Regions from separate parts of the Sus scrofa genome. Here region 1 is linked to region 2. A link is a contact called in public HiChIP or PLAC-seq data. All regions are on one chromosome and are shown on one strand. Each heading gives the region's core, a stretch centred on a gene start, on an enhancer-like site or on the middle of the called end of the contact. The rest is flanking DNA. Distances are from core to core; before and after follow the strand shown.

Evidence for each region. HiChIP or PLAC-seq counts read pairs in DNA pulled down with a chosen protein or histone mark.
Region 1: an H3K27ac HiChIP or PLAC-seq map of skeletal muscle shows a contact between it and region 2, with 2.7 times the contacts expected there. The contact joins the promoter of SSTR1 here to the promoter of CLEC14A in region 2. A contact is called at or near these places in 2 of 47 Hi-C or Micro-C datasets (embryonic fibroblasts and fibroblasts) and 1 of 2 datasets of contacts at active chromatin or transcription factors (skeletal muscle).

The regions. Positions count from the first base shown.
Region 1 is chr7:61,892,154-61,898,736 of Sscrofa11.1, reverse strand. SSTR1 (somatostatin receptor 1) reads left to right here and starts at 4,609. Exons shown (of 1, transcript NM_001190231.1): 1 at 4,609-5,781. The coding sequence starts at 4,609. The coding sequence ends at 5,781.
Region 2 is chr7:61,824,172-61,830,376 of Sscrofa11.1, reverse strand. CLEC14A (C-type lectin domain family 14 member A) reads right to left here and starts at 4,689. Exons shown (of 1, transcript XM_005666193.3): 1 at 2,417-4,689. The coding sequence starts at 4,321. The coding sequence ends at 2,840.

The sequences.
Region 1 (6,583 bases), core at 3,360-5,859, 68 kb before region 2:
GCAACTCCAACCACATGTTGCTTAGCCCAGAAGCATGCTGGTTTTTGCTTGGTTGTTTTGTTCATGTGCCTTTTGTTTGTTCATGAATTTGTTCACAGATACAATGTTAAGAAAGAGATGGCTGAAAATATTTGATAGCACTGCATGGCTCAAAAAACAAAAAAAAAAAAACCCCAAACAACAAAATGGAAAACACTGCATGGCTTACATGCCTCGTATCCACCTCAATCTCTCTATTTTATTTAGGTAAAATTCACACGACATAAAATTCATAATTTTAACCATTAAAATGTTTGTATTGTATTTTATTAAAGTATACTTGATTTATAATGTGCCAATTTCTGCTGTACAGCAAAGTGACCCAGTATTTTATATATATATGTATATATACACACATACATTCCTTTTCTTATATTATCTTCCATCATGGTCTAGTCCAAGAGATTGGATATAGTTTCTTACGCTATATGGTGGGACCTCATTGCTTATCTATTCTAAACATAATAGTTTGCATCTACTACCCCAAACTCCCAGTCCATCCTACTCCCCCCGCCTTGGCAACCACAAGTCTTTCACTATGTCTATGAGTAGGTTTCTGTTTCATAGATAGGTCCATTTGTGCCATATTTTAGATTCTACATATTAGTGATATTGTTGTGGAAATCACAAAAACCATGGCAGTGGAAGGAGACAAATGGTGCTCAGAGATATGGAAAAGCAAGGTTTCTCTAGCACCAGTGCTGGCTCAGAGGAGTCACCTCCAGAGTCTGAGCACCAGGTCTTTGTTCTGAGCAACACTTATACATTACAAGGTCTCGATTTTCCCATGTAAGCATCCTGAACCTCCCCCTCCCCTTCCCCAAGCAGACAGTGTTCCTCCCTAAGAAACTGAGCAAGCAAGGTTACAGAAGCCGAACTGATAAGCAATGCTGGGTACATGATTAGCAGGGCTGCTGGCTTGGACATAGGGCGCACAGTTGCTACATTATTACAAGAAAGGTGGTATGAGGTGAGCATAGCTGGAAAGGCTTGCAGCTGCCTTTTTAGCCAAGGGGGGGGGGGTTGTTCCTTAGTTAAAACTCTTAGTTCAATATCATATGGTATTTGTCTTTCTCTTTCCGACTTACTTCATTTAGTTTGAGAATCTCTAGCTGCATCCATATTGCTATGAATGGCATTATTTCATTCTTTTTTATAGCTGAGTAGTATTGCATTATTTTTAACCATTTTAAAGTGCACAGTTCAGTGGCTTTTAGTACATTCCCAGTGTTATGCAACCACCACCCCTAATTCCAGAAATTTTCATAACCTTCCAAAAGAAAGCATAAACCCATGAAGCACTCATTTCCCATTCCCTCTCCCCCTCAACCCCTGCCACCTCTAAGCTGCTTTGTCTCTATGGATTTGCCTATTCTGGATGTTCCATATAAATGGAATCGCACAGTGATGACCTTTATGCCTGGCTTCTTTCACTCTGCATAATGTTTTCAAGGTTCATCTATATTATAACTGTTTTGATGCTTCATTCCTATACTTCATTCCTTTTCGTGGATGGATGGTAAGAAGATGTATCACATTTTGTTTATCCATTCTCGATGGATGGATATTTGGATTGTTCATCTTTTTGGCTATTATGAATAGTCCTACTCTGAACATTCATGTGCAAGTTTTTCTTCAAGTACCTATGTTAAGTTTGGGTCATATGGCAATTCTTTGTTTAACTTTTTGAGGAGTCAACAAACATTCTAAAGCCACTGCATCATTTTTTTTATGCCCACTGATAACATATAAGGGTTCTAATTTCTCCATATGCTCAACGACATTTGTGATTTTTCTTTTCCTTTAAAAAAATTATTATTGGCACCCTAGTGGGAATAAAGTGGTATCTCATCATCAGCCTCTTTTCATGAGTTAAAAAATCATCATAGAAAATACTTAAGAAACAAACAAACAAAAAAGCATGCTCAGGTCAGGTATTCAGTTTTCTTCTTTTGTATTTGAGGCTACCAATGAATTGAGAGATGTTCCTTAGATCAGCTGCAAAGTGAACATATGAGATCCCAAATAACAGAGTCGTGCTTTACAGCTCCCATCACCCACTCCCCCTGGAGAAACCATGATCAACGTCAAGGCGTCTAGATGATGACTGTTGAAATGTCAGCCCCCTGAGGAATAGCCAGGTGTCTTTAGTCAGTGATTGGCAAAGAAGCATTTAAATCATTATGAAACTTGGCTTGTTAAAAGCTCTTCTGGGGAAAAAAAAGACTTTTTAAAAAACGTGATGAACATTTTTTTTCTCCATATGTGCTATATTTTTTAAGGAAAATGAAATACAACTAACCACAAATTCCACATCCTTCTTAAGATAAATCTGTTGAGATAAAGGCATGGGTTAAGCAGCCTGGGTCTTAAGAAATTTCACATTTCTTCCTAGCACATTTCTCATTAATAATTCAGTGTCCATTGCACACATCCCTGTGAGAGTCTGTCATCATTTCTTTTATCTCTGATTGCTATAATCAACACACTACAAAAGTTATTCTTTTCCTTTCAGGAGCACTTAGTTTTAAGAACTAAAACACATACATACAAATGACATCCAGATAAAGCAAGGTGACAAAAGGATTTGTACTTTTTTTTTTCTTTTCAAATTTCTGCATACATTTCTGCATTCTGCACTGTCTGGTACAAATACCTTCCATGTGGAGTTTAGTTGCTGTTTAAGTTGGCCTCACCTTAGTGTAAACTGTTCTGTTGGGAAGAGGAGGTAAGCTGAGACTCACAGCACAGTGGGAGCCACCTGGTTGAGAGGTGGAACTAACAAAACTAGACACAACGCTAAGGCTTGAAGAGGCGGGGAAGCACTAGGCTGCTGCAGGTCGTCTTCTGTGAACCAGCACGGTTCAGAGTAAGACTTGAAGGGGTCTTGGAAAGAATGGGGGAGCTTGATCAGTTGGACTGGAACAACTGGAAAGCCAAAGGGAGCCCAGACTAGGATGGTGAAAGATCCTAGAAGTCGTCAAAAATCATGATAATTGACTTGAAAAAAACAAAACAAAACAAAACACAGTAACTGTTCAGTTCTTAAGTGGTTAGGGAGACTGGGGCGAGCCGACATTGGTTTCTGCGTCTTCAAGGTTTAGACACAAATCCTGGGACCTCAGAAAAGGCTGAAATCTCAAGTATTTCACAGAAAGACTTGAAGGTCGTCCTGCTGTTCCTGGAGTTTGTGGCAGGTCTGGTCACCTGCAAGGTTGGCCCCGACTGGCATCCCAGCTCACCCCGGGCCTCTCCTCCTCCCGGGCCAGCCAACTCTCTGGGGTACAAAGTACAGCGGAGGAGCTGGCGGAGGCTTTCGAGCGGCTCAGGCTTTATCTATCCCCAGCGAACACCTAGATTGATTTCCAAAACGGCGCCTGGCACGTTTCGGGAGGGTGGGGGGAACAACCTCCGGCTCCTTTCATGCTCCCAGCCGCGCATTTTCCTTTCTGCAGTCGATATTCCTCTGGGAGACGCTGGAGGCTCTGGGCACTACAAGCTTTATTAAGAGATTCGCAATGGTTTTCTCAGGCCCCTGAACACTCCCGCCTGCGAAGAGCTGCCTGCGGGATTGTAACATAGAAACTCCTATCCCACGTTGCTGTCCTTCCTCCTCCTGATGCTGGCGGCTTAGGGTCAGTTTCCGAGACTCTTAAGAGTATCCGATTGTGCGCCTGTGCTGGGGTCCCGCCCAAGAAAAGGAGTGGGACCGTGCGGAGAACGTCACCGCGCTGCTAGACCCGCACCGGCACTTTGCACGGGCCATCTACGCGTCGGTCCGGAGGTAGCGCGCCCTGGGTAAGGACTAGAAGCTTCCGGGGCAAATCTGAGGGGCAGGGCAGGCGGGGCGGGAGGTGGGAGTTTAGGGCTTTGGACGATTGCACCAGAGTAAAGTTGGGGTCCCTCAGAGGGGGTCATCAACTGAGGAAAACTGAGATGAATTCCAGACATCTATGTTGGGGTCTGCTTCAGTCTTTGCTTTGGATAGGAGCCGGGCGGGATGGAACAGAATCTACACCTTTCGTTCCCACCCACCCTCCAGAAAATCGGAGAAACTCCCCAGGTTCCCCTAAAGGATGGGTGAAGGGGTACTGCAGGGGAACCCCGGAAGCAGCTGCTCTAGTCGATCGGAGCTTAAAACTGGGAAAGAAAAAAATTGGTCGAGGGGTGATAAGCCACCTATATCGCCTTCTTCCCTCTTTTTCTCCGCCCCCCCCCCCCCCCGTAGCTGCTGACGCGCTGGCCGTGCCTATTAATCATTGACCAGCTCGCAGCCGCGGCAGTTAATGGCTGTGTCGCGCGGGGCTCTAGTCTCCCGGCCTCCCCACTCCAGGCTCGCCTGTGCCCAGGCGCCCTGGAGCGGCAAGCGGATGCGCGCAGGCAGCCACTGGGCGATGCGCTCCGCAGGCGCTGGTGGAGCCGTGCTCCAAGCAGCCGCTGAGTGCTTCCCCCAGGCGCCTGGCGGCATTGAGCTGCCGGCGGACGGCCAGGGTGCCGAGTGAGGGCGCAAGCAGCGAGGGCGCAAGAACTCCCCAGCCCAGGCAGCCCCATCGGCCCCCATCAGCTGAGATGTTCCCCAATGGCACCGCCTCCTCTCCCTCCTCTCCTAGCCCCTGCCCGGGCAGCTGCGGCGAAGGCAGCGGCAGCAGGGGCCCTGGGGCCGGCACTGCAGACGGGATGGAGGAGCCAGGGCGAAATGCATCCCAGAACGGGACCTTGAGCGAGGGCCAGGGCAGCGCTATCCTCATCTCTTTCATCTACTCCGTGGTGTGCCTGGTGGGGCTGTGTGGGAACTCCATGGTCATCTACGTGATCCTGCGCTATGCCAAGATGAAGACAGCCACCAACATCTACATCCTCAACCTGGCCATCGCTGATGAGCTGCTCATGCTCAGCGTGCCCTTCTTGGTCACCTCCACATTGCTTCGCCACTGGCCCTTCGGTGCACTGCTCTGCCGCCTCGTGCTCAGCGTGGACGCAGTCAACATGTTCACCAGCATCTACTGTCTTACTGTGCTTAGCGTGGACCGCTATGTGGCTGTGGTGCACCCCATCAAGGCGGCACGCTACCGCCGGCCCACCGTGGCCAAGGTGGTGAATCTGGGCGTGTGGGTGCTATCCCTGCTGGTCATTCTGCCCATCGTGGTCTTCTCACGCACTGCAGCCAACAGTGACGGCACGGTGGCCTGCAACATGCTCATGCCCGAGCCTGCCCAGCGCTGGCTGGTGGGCTTCGTGTTGTACACTTTTCTCATGGGCTTCCTGCTGCCGGTCGGGGCCATCTGCCTGTGCTACGTGCTCATCATTGCCAAAATGCGCATGGTGGCCCTTAAGGCCGGCTGGCAGCAGCGCAAGCGCTCGGAGCGCAAGATCACCCTGATGGTGATGATGGTGGTAATGGTGTTTGTCATCTGCTGGATGCCTTTCTATGTGGTGCAGCTGGTCAACGTGTTCGCAGAGCAGGACGACGCCACAGTGAGCCAGCTGTCGGTCATCCTTGGCTATGCCAACAGCTGCGCCAACCCCATCCTTTATGGCTTCCTTTCAGACAACTTCAAGCGCTCGTTCCAGCGCATCCTTTGCCTCAGCTGGATGGACAACGCCGCCGAGGAGCCAGTCGACTACTATGCTACAGCCCTCAAGAGCCGCGCCTACAGCGTGGAGGACTTCCAGCCCGAGAACCTGGAGTCCGGCGGCGTCTTCCGTAATGGCACCTGCACGTCCCGGATCACTACTCTCTGAGCCCAGGCCAAGCAGGAGCCTTTCGCCAAGAGAAGAGGAGGAAGAGGAGGAAGGGAGGCGGGGAGCGAGAGGTGAAAGGATCAGGGTGCGATGGGATGAGTTGGGGTAGGAGCTTATGCGCTTCAGGTGGAGACCCGGGAAAGGTGCGCGACAAAGGCGGCGTTGGGCGCTTTGCTTATAAACTGGAAAAGCTAGAGGGCCCCTTTCTCCTCTTTCGCTTCTTCTTCCACTGCGCTTGCACTTCTGCACCCCTTTAGGCTCCACACTGCAGTTTCGGTCTTTCTTTCCGCCCCGTCCTGCCAGTAATGATCATGAACTTAATTAACGTCGCCAACTCAGCCTGACCCTCAGCCCCGCCAGCTGTTATTTGTGTTTAAGCTGAGGCACGGTTACCGCCGCGGGTTTCCTTCGGGCTGCGTCCCTAGCTCTCCCTCAGCCGCGCCCTGCCGCGCCCCGCCGCACCCCTCGCTCGCCAGACTCCGCTTGATGCTCCTAGCGGAGTCTGGAGAGCCACGGCTCTCCCTTTCCGCAGCCCTACTTTAAGGGAAGTCGGACTTGAGAAGGACCTAGGCAGCTGATCTTTTCTCCCACTCTCGGGGCGAAGGAAGGTGCGCGCTTCCTCGAGCCCCTCCTCCACTCCCGTTCCACCAGAGCGGAGCCAGGTGCTTAGTAAAATCGGTCCCGCGCTTCGAACCCCAGGCATTCTGCAGTCCTTATCCAACTTCCTCTTTGGAGCAAAAAGGAGCTGAGAACAAGCGACTAGGGTTTTTTTGTTTGTTTTTAAGATTCAGGGTTGGGGGAG
Region 2 (6,205 bases), core at 3,440-5,939:
AGAGAAAGAAAAGAAAAAGAATGATACCATGTCAGGTTAATACTATTCACACCAAGGCTTATTATTCACTTATGATGGAACACATAATGTGAGAAAAAAGACTGTATACATGTAAGTGTAACTGGGTCACCATGCTGTATAGTAGAAAAAATATATATAAATAAATGATAAAAAAATAAAATTAAAAAAAAATAAAAAGAAAGAAGGAATCCCAAAGTTCAAGTGTTAATGGTTTACTTCAAATCACTGGCAAAATTCAGTAAAGTACAGGTCTCTTAACATGTGTGCATACTCACAAATACCTGAATTTGTGATGTAGAGCAGTTTCAGAACTGCAGTGGAGGTCATTAGAAGTGACCAAGTCAAGGAACTGAGAGGCACAGGCATTGAAAGAGTGACACATAAGGACTTGGAGACTGTAAGATGATGGCAGGACTTATGCTAGAAAGAAAAACTGTAAATTAGGTTCCAAGTTTTCCTTTTAAGGAAAACTGAACAGTTAGCTATGAGTGCAGGGACAGAGAATTTTAAGTAGGAAAGAAAGAAACCTCAAAGAGGTTGGAGAAATAAGGAAATGATAGTGGAGAAGTAGTCCAAAGGAAGAACAGTAACCTTAACCTTAGTTAGTTCTTAAGAGATCATGCTTGGCTGGCCTGATTCTGCCATGGATTCAAAATATTATGGAAAACATCACAGCCAGAAATCAAAGGAAATTATGCGAAGCTTGGTCTGCAATTTCTAGCTGTCAGGAAGTCAAATATGAAAACATATAGTTTTCTCTAACTTTTTCCTGATCTACTCACATGGGGAAATAATAGGGAATGACAGCTAAGTAATTGAGCTGACACCTATTTATTCTTTGCTAGGGCATTTGCACCCTGAGATTTGAGATTTGTAATGCTACCAGTGGCATGTTGCATAGTAAGTTAATGATGCATACTCTATTGCATTGTAACAATGATACAAGGGTACTCTAAGACAAAGTGTGTGTATACACATTCACAAGGACAGATATAAATACTTCTAGATATAGCTAATTCTAGATATAGGTAATTTACAGTTCAGTTATAGATGGAGCTATTTTTCAAGTTACAAAAGTAAGCACCATGTATTCTATTCAAATAGTTGCCTTCTCTATAGAGAGGTCATATGGTAAAGAACAAAGATAAAACACCACAACTTAGGTGAACTGAGACACTCTGAGAAGATGGGGACACTGGGTAAGCCATTTACTTACCTGGTTTTAGTTTTGCTTGTGAAATGACTTTATGTCAATTCCTCTGAATGTTGTTAACTCTAGCTCATTTCTGACGTTATTTAAATATAACTATTTAGACATGTATTTAATATATGAAGAAAATTACCTATTATTTTATTCTTTTCATGTTACAATACCATATGTTATATATGCATACATACATATATATCATTCACTATATACTCAAGAACATCAAAATGATTTTTACAAAAATTACAGTATAAACTTTTCCCTGTTTCCAGTCTTCCTGGTTACTCAGCTTGTTTCTCTGTCTCTGTCCCATGCACCAACCCCACGCATTTAGATTTAGGTATTAGCATATTAATAGAAGTGGTATATCTTCTAGGGGTCTCAGTCCTAGCAGATAGCTGATTATTATTATTATGTCTTACATTTTTTAGAGGAATGCTCCATTTCAATAATTCTATAATACTCCAAGTCATAATGAGAAGATAAATTATTTGTACTTTCCACTTATTTCTTATACTAGTAGTTCTTATGGAAAGCTGCTTACCTGATGCCTTTACCATGTAGAATCATGTTAAACTGTGCTCATCCCACCCCATGTATGGTCACTGCACACACTTTCATTAAAAGGCAAGGAAACGGTTTGGAATTCAAAGTTTTCCATGGATTAAACAGTGCAGAAGAACTTAGCAACTTTGGAGGAATTTCAGCTTACTTTTGCTTTAATGTACCCAGAAGATTTCTAATCAATACTTAGCATCAACATTTTAATTGAAAATTAACATCACCATAATTGGAAGTGAGGATTGGCATCCTGATGTTTAAGAGAGGGCTATTTGGCTGGGGAGGTCATTACACAGGAGAGCACAAATATTGGAAGAGGAAAACACAAATCATTTGTTTCCTTGAGCAAGGACACACAGTAAACACTTGAAACTGGTGGTCAACTATAATTTCCTTCTAGAGCCAGCAACTCTGGCAACACTACAGTTTGGATTTATAGCAGAGCACACAAATAACAATGACTTTGAAAGTGAAGTATGAAAGAACCAAGGAAAAAATTCTTAAAATCTACTCCTCATTTCAAAGACCTCCCCCGTCAATCTAAAAGCAGGAGGCACCCAGGCTGCTATTCCCAGCATGCCCTTCAGTGTTATTCCTGAACAAGTATCCTCCAGGAAACCAGTGATATTCGAGTCTGGGTTATCAACAATCCTTTATTTTTTTGCCTGGGGACTTCAAACCAACATATTTGTAGCCTGAACAATGTAGGCAGATTTCCTTTCCATTTTGGTAGAAAAATAAAATAAAAAAAATTTTTTCTATTTGCTTCCAGTGTCTTAAAAAGTTCAATCATTTCTTCAAATCTCCCAGAATAAACACAAGAAAATACCTGTCCCTGGCTCCTGAATACTACCCTAAGGCACTTCCACTTCCTCCATCTTCAGGGAAGGAGTGTCCAGTCCAGATTTGGCTCCTCAGTGGAGGAGAGGGAATTTAGGGGAAGGGGAATTTCTGTAGGAATTATCAGTTCCACAAATAAGTTCTTCTCCTTTTCCCTTTTCATTGGAAGTGAAAAACTCTGCTCACAAGTGTTTGCTGTTTTCAGTTTCCCTATGTGTCACCAGAGCCAAGAGAAGACCCTGGCCGCGAAGCTCCCTCTACTCTGTTCCACAGACCACAGTCCTCCACCTTCACCCCGTTCTCTGTGCAATGTGCGGAAGTAGAGCTCGGAGCAGTGGCCTCAGCATCACTATCCGTGCCCTGTGGGGCCAAAGGCCCCTTTCTTGGCTGAGGAGAAGGGCTCTTGTGGAAACAGAGTTTGAAGAGCCCCAGCACCGTCACGGTCAGTATCACCAACACTACCACCGCTATGCTCACCAGTATGAAGACCACGGTGGAGGAAGCATCGAAAGCCTGGGGATTGTCAGAGTAAGATGTGGAATTAAACTTGGGAATCACAGTTCCCGAGGAGGTGTTGTCGGCCTTTGACTCTGTTAGAGGAGACATGTGAAGGGTAGATGTCGTGCTCTGGGCTCCCCATCGAGGAATCTCCTCGGGAATAGATGTTGCTGAGCTGCCTTGTTCAGGGGCATGGGGTAGCTCTCCTGGCTTCTCCTGGACACTGGGTGACCACGTTCTCTTAGGTACAGCGCTGGCTGCAGTGGCTTGCGGGTGCCAGGTGGGCACCCTCGTCCCCCCAGGGCCTGGCTGTCCTTCCCCTTTGGTTACACAAGAACGTCCATCCTTCCCCAGCATGAAGCCTGCAGCACACTCGCAAGCAAAGCCTCCCAAGTCGTCTAGGCAGTCAGGGAGCTCCGAGCATTTGCCAGCTCGGAGGTACCTCCCAGGACAGGGACAGAGCACGGCCCCTGAGGGTATCCCGTCCCAGCGTGCGCCGACCCCATCCACCCTGCAGGTGGCTGTGATGGAGAGCTGTCCGGGGCAGAGCGCACTCACCTCGGTCCCAGGGGGACTGAAGTCCAGTGCTGCGCTGTACAGCTGGAAGGGCGCGCGGTAGCTCAAGTTAGAAGCGGCCCCAGGGCGCGGAGCGGGACACAAGCCCTCAAACTGATACTTGCACAGGTAGCCGTTGGCACGTCCGTGGCATCGCATCTCCTTCCAGCCTGCGGGCTCAATTCCCCCAGTGGCCTGGAGTCCTGCGCAACTCCGAGCGGTGCAAGAACGTTGGGGCTCCTCGACCCATTGCAGCGTGTCACTTTCCGACTCGCCGACGTCGTCGGGGGACAACCAGGAAAAACCCCGCAATGGCTCATTCTCCAGGGTGCAGTGGGATCGTCTGCGCTCCAACGCCACCCAGAAAAGAAGGTCTTTGGAGCCCCCTCCAGGTCCAGGGCCCGCTCGCAGGAGCGTGAGAACCGCACGGAGCTCGGCGCCCCCGCGCACCGTGCTGAGTACCCCGCCCCGTAGGTTGCAGGCCTCCTCGGCCATCTGGCGCTTGAAGGTAGCATGGTGCAGGCTGTAGCAGGCTCCCGAAGCCAAGCAGACCGCGCGATCGGCAGTGGGGTGCTCACCACCGCCGGGCCGGGGCCAGAACGCCTGCCAGAAGAGGCACAGGGCGAGGGTTGGCCTCATCTTGGAGGCCCAGCTCCTACAGCTGCTCCCAGCTTGGATCTGTCCCGCCCGAGGGCTTGGAGCTGTCCCTAGAGCTTGGTCACCGCCCCCCACAGCTGGCTTTCCCCCGCACCCCGCCTCATCCTACTCCCTCCCGGCCCCTCAACCGCCAAGAATCCCCGCCAGGGTCCTGGCGGCAAACGGCTTCCCTTGGGCCGGGACAGGAAATGTGTCCTGAGTTCTGCCAGGCCCCGTGCAGCCCTAATTTATTCTGGGGTCAGGAACACAGCTGGCGCCAGGGCACGGGGAACGAAGTCCTCCACCAGAAGGTCAAACACCCTGCGTAGAGCAGGAGAAAAAGAAACTTTCGCCACTGGGAAGAAGTGTATCCCTCCCCCCAGAGAGTTTCAGAACCTCGGATCTCTGAATACTTTAGCCTAATAGCGAACACTGGCAGGAAGGGCTGGAGAAGAGGAACTTGCTGACCGCCCACGCCCGCCCATTGTGTTTGGTCCAAAGCCATGGAGTTGGCCGCACAATTTGTAGACGGGTCCAGCCTTTGTCCTGTACTGTGGAGGAAATAAATGTTGTGAGACTTATAAACATCTCTCCTCACTACCAGAGGCAGCGCTATGTAGCTGCCAGAGTCTTCCCAGCTCTGCTTCTCTGTGCTGTCGAGGGAGATTCAGGCGTACTAATTGCTAGTCAAAAGAATTTAGGAGTTCCTTTTGGGTATATAAAGGGGAAAGCCTGCTTCTTTGCCAACGCTTGCCTTATATTTCTTTCTCTTTGAAATGGCCCTATTGGTTCATTCAGGAAAGGAAATGTATTTCTAGGCCTAAATGAAAAATAATGGCCATAGACCTTAAATTATGTTGTTTGGTTTCCTGACTGCTATATTGGCTGAGAATTTCTTCAAGCTTATAGGTTATATATAAATGATACTGTGACCTGTTTGAGAATAACTACCCAATGTGTAGATTTTATCCTTGAACTATTTTAATATTTTCTCCTATGCTTATGTGCCAATATTTGTAGCAGTAAGTTGTAAAAGTCCCCTCTAAGGGAAATGAGAGCTAAAAATCCTTAAGAAATTAAAATATTATAATTTGTATTGCATACTGTAAGAAAAATGCTCTGCTGCTTAAAAATAAGTGAGCCATTTTCTTCAGTGTTCCAATGAGTGTTTTTAGTATAAACACTTCAATGCAACTGAAAGTAGCAAGGAATTAAAATCAAGTAAAGGAAGGAACGTCAAACCACACTATCTGTGAAAGGTTTTCTTGCAATTTAGACACTGTGCATTATTTTAGAAAATCTATTATCTCTCTCGGTTCACAGTGACCAGATAAGTTGCAATCAGAAATACATAAGGAGTTTCAACTAAACCCTCTTCACTATCCATGCTGCTTGAAAGTTGCCACTCTGTGGGTAATGCCCACCATGCTGCTTTTAAACTCACTTGTTCCGGATTGGATTGTTCTGGGTAGTGAGGAGGGGTAGGAAGGAAGTTTTCAGGATCACATCTGTGTGCTCCTACCCCATTTTAACCACTGCTTTCTCTCTCCTCTTGCAAATTCTACATATCTTAACAAATGATAGTAAACACCAAGGATAATCATCATGCTTACTTTGCTTTTGCTGACTGTGGAGTTTTGCAGCAGGTGTTCTCTCCTACCCCTGCTGTTTCCCAATTTGAAGGACAGGAGTTCCCGTCGTGGCGCAGAGGTTAACGAATCCGACTAGGAACCATGAGGTTGCGGGTTCGGTCCCTGCCCTTGCTCAGTGGGTTAACGATCCGGCGTTGCCGTGAGCTGTGGTGTAGGTTGCAGACGCGGCTCGGATCCAGCGTTGCTGTGGCTCTGGCGTAGGCTGGTGGCTACAGCTCCGATTAGACCCCTAGCC